2 separate regions of the Anas platyrhynchos genome follow, and region 2 is linked to region 1. The links are chromatin contacts, called in public Hi-C maps. All regions are on one chromosome and are shown on one strand. Each heading gives the region's core, a stretch centred on a gene start, on an enhancer-like site or on the middle of the called end of the contact. The rest is flanking DNA. Distances are from core to core; before and after follow the strand shown. Region 1 overlaps MAML3 (mastermind like transcriptional coactivator 3). Region 2 overlaps MAML3 (mastermind like transcriptional coactivator 3).

Region 1 (4,196 bases), core at 1,137-3,636:
CCCCCACGGCCCGCCCGCCGCCGCCCCCGGGAACAATGCTGCCGGCGGCGGCGTCCCCAAGCACAGCACGGTGGTGGAGCGGCTGCGGCAGCGCATCGAGGGCTGCCGGCGGCACCATGTCAGCTGCGAGAGCAGGTACCAGCAAGCCCAGGCGGAGCAGCTGGAGCTGGAGCGCAGGGACACGGTGAGCCTCTACCAGAGGACGCTGGAGCAGAGGGCCAAGAAGACGGGCGCCAAGCAGCAGCAGCAGCAGCAGCAGGGCAAGCAGCAGCAGGATGCCGAGCCCGCCGCGGCGGAGCAGAGGAACCACACGCTGATCATGGTAAGGGCAGGGGGCGGCCCGGGCCCCCCACCGGAGGGGAGGGAGGCTCTGCCTCGGGCACGGAGCGTGTGTGTGTTTGGGGGGGGTGTTCGCGCAACTTGCATGGAGCCAGCAAACTTTTTGTTGTGTTTTTTATATATTTTTTTTTGGAGGAGGGGGGAGCGGGGCCGTGGGGTGCGTGATTTGGGGCTCCCCGCCGCCGGGGGAGGCCGGCAGCCGGCGCCCCAAGCGAGAGCAGGCTGCGCTGAGCCGCTTCCTAAACTTTGCTCGGGTTTTAAGGAGCTCGGCGAGCGGCGGGGGGGTTGGGGGGGGGGCAGGGGGCGGGGGCTGAGCCGCACGGAGCGGAGCCGCGAGTAGGAAGCGGAGTTTCCCACTCCCAGCCCGCTCCCATGATGAATAATCAAAGGCGGCGCGGGGGGAGCCAGCGCCGGCCTTATTTATAGCAGGTCGCGGCCGGCGGCACGGCTCGGCACGGCGGAGGGGGGGTCCCGGAGCCGCCCCCAACCTCGTTCTCTGCCGGGCAGGAGCAGCCGGGGCCTCGCCGTCTGCAGGGCGCACAATGGGCGGCGGAGCCCAGCGGGGAGGAGGAGGAGGAGGAGGAGGAGGAGAGGAGGCGTGTGGTTTCCAAGCCCCGCACGTCCCTCCCTCGCTCCCTCCCCTGCCGCGCGGGGGGGTCCCGCAGGGCGGCAGCTGCCGCCGGCCCCCGCGGGGGGAACCGTGACGGAGCGGCGGGGGGCGGCCTCCCCAGCCCGTCCCATCCCGTCCCATCCCATTTCCAGCCCGTCCCATCCCCGTCCCGTCCCCTTCATCCCCGGCTCGCTGCCGGCCGCTTTGTCCGCCCCGGGCGGGGAGGTGGGGACGGGGCCGGCCGGCGGCAGACAAAAGCTGGGCGCTGCGTGTGTGTGTGCGCCCCTAATCCCCCCCAGCATCCCGGCCAGCAGGAAGCGGAGCAGCCTCCCTGACATCTCGCCGCCTTCCTGGCGGCTCCTCCGCCTCCTCCGGGGCTCTCCCGGGGAAGAGCCGGGCGGCCCCGGCCGAGCCGAGCCGGTCGCTGCCCCCCTCCCTTTCCCCTTCCCCTTCTCCTCCGGGGGGGATGCGCAAGGTGCCGAAGTTGGAGGAGCGAAGTGGGCAGAGGAGGGCTCCGCGGTGGGGGAAGCCCGGCTGCAGGAGAGGGCAGGGGAACGGGAACGGCGGGGCTGGGGCTGAGCTGGCAGCCCGCACGCCATTTATCTCTGCTCCGTGTGCACGGCACTCCGAGCTTAAAGAGAAACCCCGGCGCTGTATCGGGAAGGACCCTTTGCCACCAAGCACTGCCTTACTAAGACCACTTGCAAGAAACGTTGTAGCAAAAATTGGAAGTGTGACCTGCGCCGTTTCACCTGTAGAGCGTCGATTACAACCTGGGAACAGGAGGGTGGCTGCATAGGCACGTGAAAGTTGTATTTAAAACCTGGGAAACTGCTCCTTTCAAAGAACTGGAGGGTATTCTCTTTGGGACTTTTATGGTACGAACAAAGTTCTTCACTTCTGGCAAGCACGAGTTTGCTAAGTTTCATAGTTTAAATGCATCGTGATTTCCATTTACTGAAACAGTTCAACTTTATATAATACTTTATTCCGTCTTGAGAAAACACTAAACTCTACGTTGTGGTTTTCTCCCTTTCTCTATTCTCTGGTGACCTCCAGCTGAGAGGTTCACAGTGACACAATCCCATGGGTCTGCTAGCGCGTTACTCCTCGCACAAAACCAGCGTTAAATCCTTCCCTCCCATTATCAGAGCGCGCGTTCTGGAGTGGAGGCAGTCAGTTAGGACTCACGACAACAAATGCAGTGAGAAAACACCGTCTGCGATGCTTTTTCATCAGGAGGGCAAGGCATATCCAAGGAAAGTATTACCGGAGCGTGTGTGTGTGTCCCTCCAAATTCAGAGATGTGGGGCCAGGCAGCGAGGTGCCCAGCAGACCCTCCCAGAAAGTGGGTAAAAGGTGTCTGTAGGAGGTGATTGTCACTGAAAGACATGCGCTCTGATTTTCTTCGTTGGACAGAGTAGGAACTCTCTGGCACATACAGTGCTCCTTGTCACCACCCCCACGCGGTGCACCCTCGCTCCCTGAGTTCATGAAAGGGATTGTGCAGTTTCCACTGTTTAGGACTCCGTGTCAACTGACAGGCAGTTATCAATGGGAGCCTTTTGTTGAAAAGGCACGTAGGAGCACAGGCTCGCCTGTACTTCGCGAAGTGCTGAGCTACGCTGAATTTGGGTCTTGATACAGGGCGAGCTTTCACTGGCTGAATTTTGGAGTATCTCAATTTATAGCTAATTTAGCCTATCCTACTTGAGGAGAACAGGGGGTTTCAACTCTAGTTTGCTCCCATGCAGGCATCGATTGGGAGGTACACAAAAATAGCTGGGAGGACTTCTTTTTTTTCCAGTCCAACCTGGCAAAAGCCAAAGTTGTTTTCCGTGCTTTTGAGCTGGATTATTAGAATGCTGTACCAGCTAGGCTTTCAAAAGAAGTGTGGGGAAAAATTGCAGGCCATCCAAAACGCTGCTGCTCATCTTCGGACTGGTTCCAGGAAACATCAGCGCATTATTTCAGTGCTTTGGTTCTTTGTGAGCTAATCTGCCCTCTCAGTTCCTGCTTTAAGTGCAGGAGTTTTCTGACTCTGCATCCCTGGTATTGTGTGAGCGTGGTTCCGAGGTGATATATGTGTGTCCGTATAATATAAATAATAAATATTTAGTGTATAATAGCGTATATAATATACATATTGCCAAGTGAAATCGCCTCTCTGTCTTATCCCCGACGCTGCTCTTCTTATTGGGTGTTCTTGCTGTTTTTTTGCCCAGTGAAACGCTACTTCTGTAATTACCACATTGACCTTCCGATGCACGTTGATTTGCATCTCAGCTCTGCTGTAACTTAAAAAGGGTCTGGAGATAATTTTTCCTATTTTAAAAGCTCTTCAACTCTTTTCTTATTTAGCATCGCTATGGGCTTGATAGCCACTGTCAAACTGACCATTCCTAACCCTAAAACTAGCCCTTAGGAAACTGAGTTTTAAACACCATAAAATGTTATTTAGATCATAGAAATTAGTGACGGAAGTCAAATGACCTATTAGATCATCTTTTCTGTTCCCCTGCCAAGGCGTAACTATGCCAATTCGGAATTAGTTTAGAGTTAGAGAAAACACGGCTGGCAAACACAGTATTTTCCAATACTGCTTTTTATCCATCCCGGGCTAACGCGCTGCCTCGTGGAAGTCAATGGTCACGTTGCTCTACCTGAGGAAGGGAGATGGGCAGGCCGGTCCCTTCAGCCTGCTTTGCCTTGGGACAGAATGGCACGCTGAGAATTACCGAAATCCGTCTGTGTCGCCTCCTCGTTGGCAATACTCCAGCACAGGGAAGTAGTTTCCCCCTTCCTTTCTCCTTTTTCTTGGAAAAGGTATCCCCAGTGGCATGCATAACTTCTTGCTTTCCCTCAGTGACTCATGGCTAATTTTATTCAAGATATCGAGTGTTGAATAACGCCGTCGGTCTTGCGAGTGGTTTTTTAAAGCTTACACCTGCTGTGTTGATGGTGCACCTTGCTGTAGTTACCGTGTGCCTTCATACACCTGAGCACAGCTCTGGTGCTCTTCCTCAGGTGGTGTCGTGGTGTAACTCACTCAGGCGTTCATCGGTTACATGGTAGGAAAGGTCTATTTCTCTAGGATTGCAAGGATGAAAAGGAAAAATGGTATTTTGGATACTTTTTATTTTCCAGAAGAGGTCGAGTGCTGCAGTCCTTACTCATGCCTGATGACTAAATAGGCTGAAACATCTCTTCAGTTTGTAAGCTGTGTCTGATCTTGTTCGCGCTGGGG
Region 2 (4,196 bases), core at 872-3,371, 96 kb after region 1:
GCAAGGAAACAACCCACAGCCGGCTAACGTCTCACCACTGCAGCTGATGTGGCATTTGGGTCGTGCCTGTAGTCCTAGAAGAAGGAATGGGAAGGGCACGACTGCTTTCTAGCCACGCTGATGAATCCAAGCCGTGTAGATCCTGCTGGCTTCTGTGTGTGCTACTGGTAGGCACACAAAGCAAAATCCCTTCCTTCCCACACCCGACGGGTCAGGGTTCAGAGGCTGGCACCCTCCAAGGCACATTTAGGGCAGGAGCCAGGCTGGAGGATCTGGGCAGCTCCCCGGGGAGCTCACCCATCCCCACCCGCTGCACGGGGTGTGCACCGTGCCGCAGCAGTGCCCGAGGTGTGGGTGCTCATCCCGAAGCTGTAAATTCTCATCTTCTTCTTTAAAAACTGCCTGCAACCATGGCAAAGATTCATAATGTATTTTATTAGGGCTTCTGGGTAGATTTTGCTACATAAATAATTTTACCTCCCGTAATTACAGAGGACATTAATAAAAGTGGTGATTTTTCTACTGAGATACGTATTGGCATTGAAGCTAGTCCAAATTTGCAGTTCTTGGGATTTGGACAAAGGAAAATGATCAGGGTCAGTTATTTTTATTGCCGTCTTTCTGGTTTCTTGGACTGAAAACAGCTGTGAGGAGCGGGGAAAAAAAAATCTAAACCTGACAAATTTCATGCAATTACGGGCCTTGAAAAAGAAATTTTAAGGAATGAATCCAGGGGAGCTTCTCTGGCTGCCCAGTGCTCGTGTCAGGGTGTTGAATGGGCTCGGGGTTTCCTCACCCACAAGTTACGACCATCACGACGTGGGCACCCAGCAGCCCCGTGACACCAAGGGCTTCATCACTGCTGGCTGATAGCCGGCTCTCGGCACAGGCAGGGGTGAACTTTGGGTGAGGAGGATCCAGGTGGTAACCCCCGGGGAGATGGAGCACATGGTACGTGCATTCATCTTAGATAAACCGACCCCGGGACTTTTAGTTCTGGTGTATGTGTGCCTGTTAGTGTTGGAAATACTATCAATGTAGGAAAAACCAGGGAAGTTTCATACCTAGCAAGGCTTTAAAGTGCAATCAGCAGCTTGTTTCTTAGGTTTTCCTTGAATTTGGGGTACTCAGCGTCCATCACCTGTAACCTTACCCATACGTGGCACTGGAGAAAGTCTAAATTTCAGGAGAAATGGAAACTTCTGTTAAATGGGCAGCTCGTTGTGTGTATTGTTACAAGTTACTATAGAGAAGCTTTCCCACACAGATGGGCAATTTCCAGCGGAATGGTAAGAAAATCTTCATTTGGTTCTTTCCATTTTCTAAAAAAAAAATAATACAAAAACAAAACAAAAACACAACAGCTCTGCATCAGCTTGGGAATTATAGGGAACAACAGCCCATGTGGCTTTGTTCTGCTTCTTCCATCTGCTGCTCTAGAAGAAAGAGCATCCTGGGGAGAAGGGCTTGACAAGTTCTGCCTGCAAAACCAGGAGCAAGTTGTTACAGAAGCTCGGATTTAAGAGGTGCATTTAGTGCCTGGGCTGGTGCATTAATATTTTTCCTTTTGCACAGGGTGTTTTAAAATTCAGGTAGAGGTATTTACATATCTGAATGTATGATTTTAGGTTCCGGTACCTCAGAGGCATGGCAAACCCAACTTTGTGGTGGTTTTATAAAGTCTTTATTGATCATTCCCAGGCACTGCATTGTTCACCTCGCTTTCAATTGCTGCCTAGAAATAAGCAAATAGGAAACAAAAGTTGCTCTCGGAGTTAAAACCGGGGAGGAGAAGTTCATGAAGCTGCTGGAAAAACAGCCCAGGCACCCTGAGCGAGCCAATCGCAGGGAAAGAAATACAACACTTGGAGTGCGAGAGGCGCTCTCCTTCGCTCTTCGCATGCGTCAGCCACAAAAATAGAAACCTCAGGAACAAAGCTCCGTTGGCTGAGGAGAAAGGAGGAAAAAGGTGAGGCTGCTCCAAGTCGTGCTGATCACATTCCTCCCTGCGATAGCCAGGTTACCTTGGGAGTTACCGCGGCTGGAGCGCAAAGTTTGAGCCTGCACCTCCTGACGTTCCTACTCCTGTTTCTTCCCCTTGCCGGCTCGCGTTGGCTTTGTGGTCACTTTTAGCTGTGTCAGCACGTTGGAAATTGCTGACAGTAAACAGTGAAGGCATGCATGCACGCTACTGAAAAAACCACAAGGAAAACAGCCTTGGGTAAATGATGGATTTGCTCCCTGTTACATGTTCACAGCTCCCAGGCACTGTCTGGAGCCTCCTGCAGAACAGTGTTTGGAAGCTTTTATTCCCAATTTTTACAGGGAGTTGATGCAGGCTACGCAGTAGCTTGCCTTTCCATGTGAGTTTTGGTACGTGTAGTAGGGGAGAGGTTTATACAGATTAAATACTGGGCTGGAGAGGGCAGAAAGGGAGGTACAGCTGTGTTTGGGGTTGTCTGGGGCAGTGCAGACCAGGGCACGAGGCTTCTCTTGTGCACCAGCCCTCGGTGGTAGCACCGTGCTATCCCCACATTTCTCCACCCACCTCTGGGTTCAGCATGGGCAGGCTGGTCAGTGTGCCTGGAGCCCAGGGGCTCTGAGACCTGCTGGCTCAGAGCTCTGAGAAATGCGGGCTTCTGTCCATGCCGAGCTCACCTAGGTGCTGCACCGCTATGTGGAAGTGCACACAGCCCCCCGAGCCCTGCTCGGAGCTGCCAGAGGCTCAGCTCAGCTTACAGAGTGCAGAGAAGGGCTAGGCTGGACTCAATCAAAAATGGATTTTGCTGGGAGCCTGTTTCTATTTTTATAGGAGTTTACCCAGCTGCTTTGGAGCCGCTGCAGCTGTCTGAAGCAGTTGCAGTGCGCACCTTGCTGGAAACACTCGCTCTGCCCCGTGCCATGTCACCTGCGAGCCAAGTCCACCTCTGTAACAGCTCTTGCCCAAGGAGCTCCTGCAGCACGGGCATAGCCGTGGAGGGTGAGCCAGGAGCTTCTGTCCTCTTCCCTTCCCACTGCAGAGGTGGCGCAGGACTCGGGATGAGGTCTGCAACCTGAACCAGAAAAACAGAGATAAAACACGGTCTCATTGCTCTGGAATTGCAGGATGGTTTCTTTGTGGAATTCAGCAGTTATTCTGCCATCAGCTGATGCAGCTAGGACCAGGATTTGGGCTTGATCTATTTCAATAACTTCTGATTAAGAACCTGGTTTCCAAACTCAGTTTAAACTTGGTCTCACGTTGCATTTTAGGATGAACTAGCTTGAGCTGGCTTAAATCTCTGCTTTAGACTGAATTAAAGACAACCCAAAGCTGATGGGGTCTTAGCTGGGTTGCTAGCTACAGGGAAAATGCCATGTGAAACAGCTCCTGAAAGCTGGGAGGAGAGATCGATGCTCAGGGAAAAGCCAAGGGATTTGTCTGCCCTTGATGCTCAGTGTGCTCTTCTGTCTGCTCACACCGTCAGTTCTGCCCTTGTGTAGTGCCTGCCCTCCTGCAAGGGCTGTGTAGGTAGCAGCAAACCCAAATAATTTGTTTCCTGACACTAGAGATTGCCTTCAATCCCTGCTGTAAAGCTCCCGACATTAAAACCCCCAATATTTTTTCAAGAATTCCTAGGAGGCTGCTGGCACATAATGACTAATTTTGTAAATCTTGCATTAAAAAGGGGGCTGTACATCGGAGAGGCTTCTGCTATATTTAGAACAAAACTTCATGCTCCCACTGTCAGGATGTGAGCTTAATTACAGCATGCTGCAAACTTTGCTTTTGTGAGGGATATTTTTCTGCGCTGCTTGCTTCAAAAAGCACAGTTTTGCTGCTATTTTTATGATGCTTTTGTAACAGCAGCAGGAGTTGAAACGGGTTCGGTGAAACTGGAGACGGATCCTCTGACACACCAGCAGTGATAGCAGCCGTGCGGTTCCCAGCTCGTAACTTCTCACCAGCTGAAATGAATCAATGGCAGGAGGAAGGCGTAGCCCGATACTGGTTGGGTTTTCTTTTTTACTCCTGTAACTCGTAATTCACTTTTCTGTTACACCCCAAAATTTCCTGTTAGGATTTCGATACGGATCCACTTCTGCTGCTGTGTTTGTGCTTGGGTAACTGCTGGAGGATTACAGCAGAAAAAATAAAACTGGTAAGTTAGCAAGTTGTCTAGCCAAGGCCATTGAAAAGGTACATGCGATTCAGA

Evidence for each region. Hi-C and Micro-C count contacts between places; a contact is called where the count stands out from the background.
Region 2: a contact with region 1 is called in a Hi-C map of small yellow follicle, with 3 times the contacts expected there. The contact joins two enhancer-like sites. A contact is called at or near these places in 4 of 8 Hi-C or Micro-C datasets (liver, skeletal muscle, small yellow follicle and 1 more).

The regions. Positions count from the first base shown.
Region 1 is chr4:39,870,210-39,874,405 of IASCAAS_PekinDuck_T2T, forward strand. The region is part of intron 2 of MAML3 (mastermind like transcriptional coactivator 3); the gene reads left to right. Among named protein-coding and RNA genes, the nearest start is that of SCOC, 58 kb to the left of the region's middle. Within about 2 kb of position 2,387, at least 2 of the 8 cell types and tissues checked have an H3K27ac peak or open chromatin away from gene starts, as enhancers often do. A contact at or near this core is called in small yellow follicle, where this site is marked.
Region 2 is chr4:39,966,695-39,970,890 of IASCAAS_PekinDuck_T2T, forward strand. The region is part of intron 2 of MAML3 (mastermind like transcriptional coactivator 3); the gene reads left to right. Among named protein-coding and RNA genes, the nearest start is that of MGST2, 110 kb to the right of the region's middle. Within about 2 kb of position 2,122, at least 5 of the 8 cell types and tissues checked have an H3K27ac peak or open chromatin away from gene starts, as enhancers often do. A contact at or near this core is called in small yellow follicle, where this site is marked.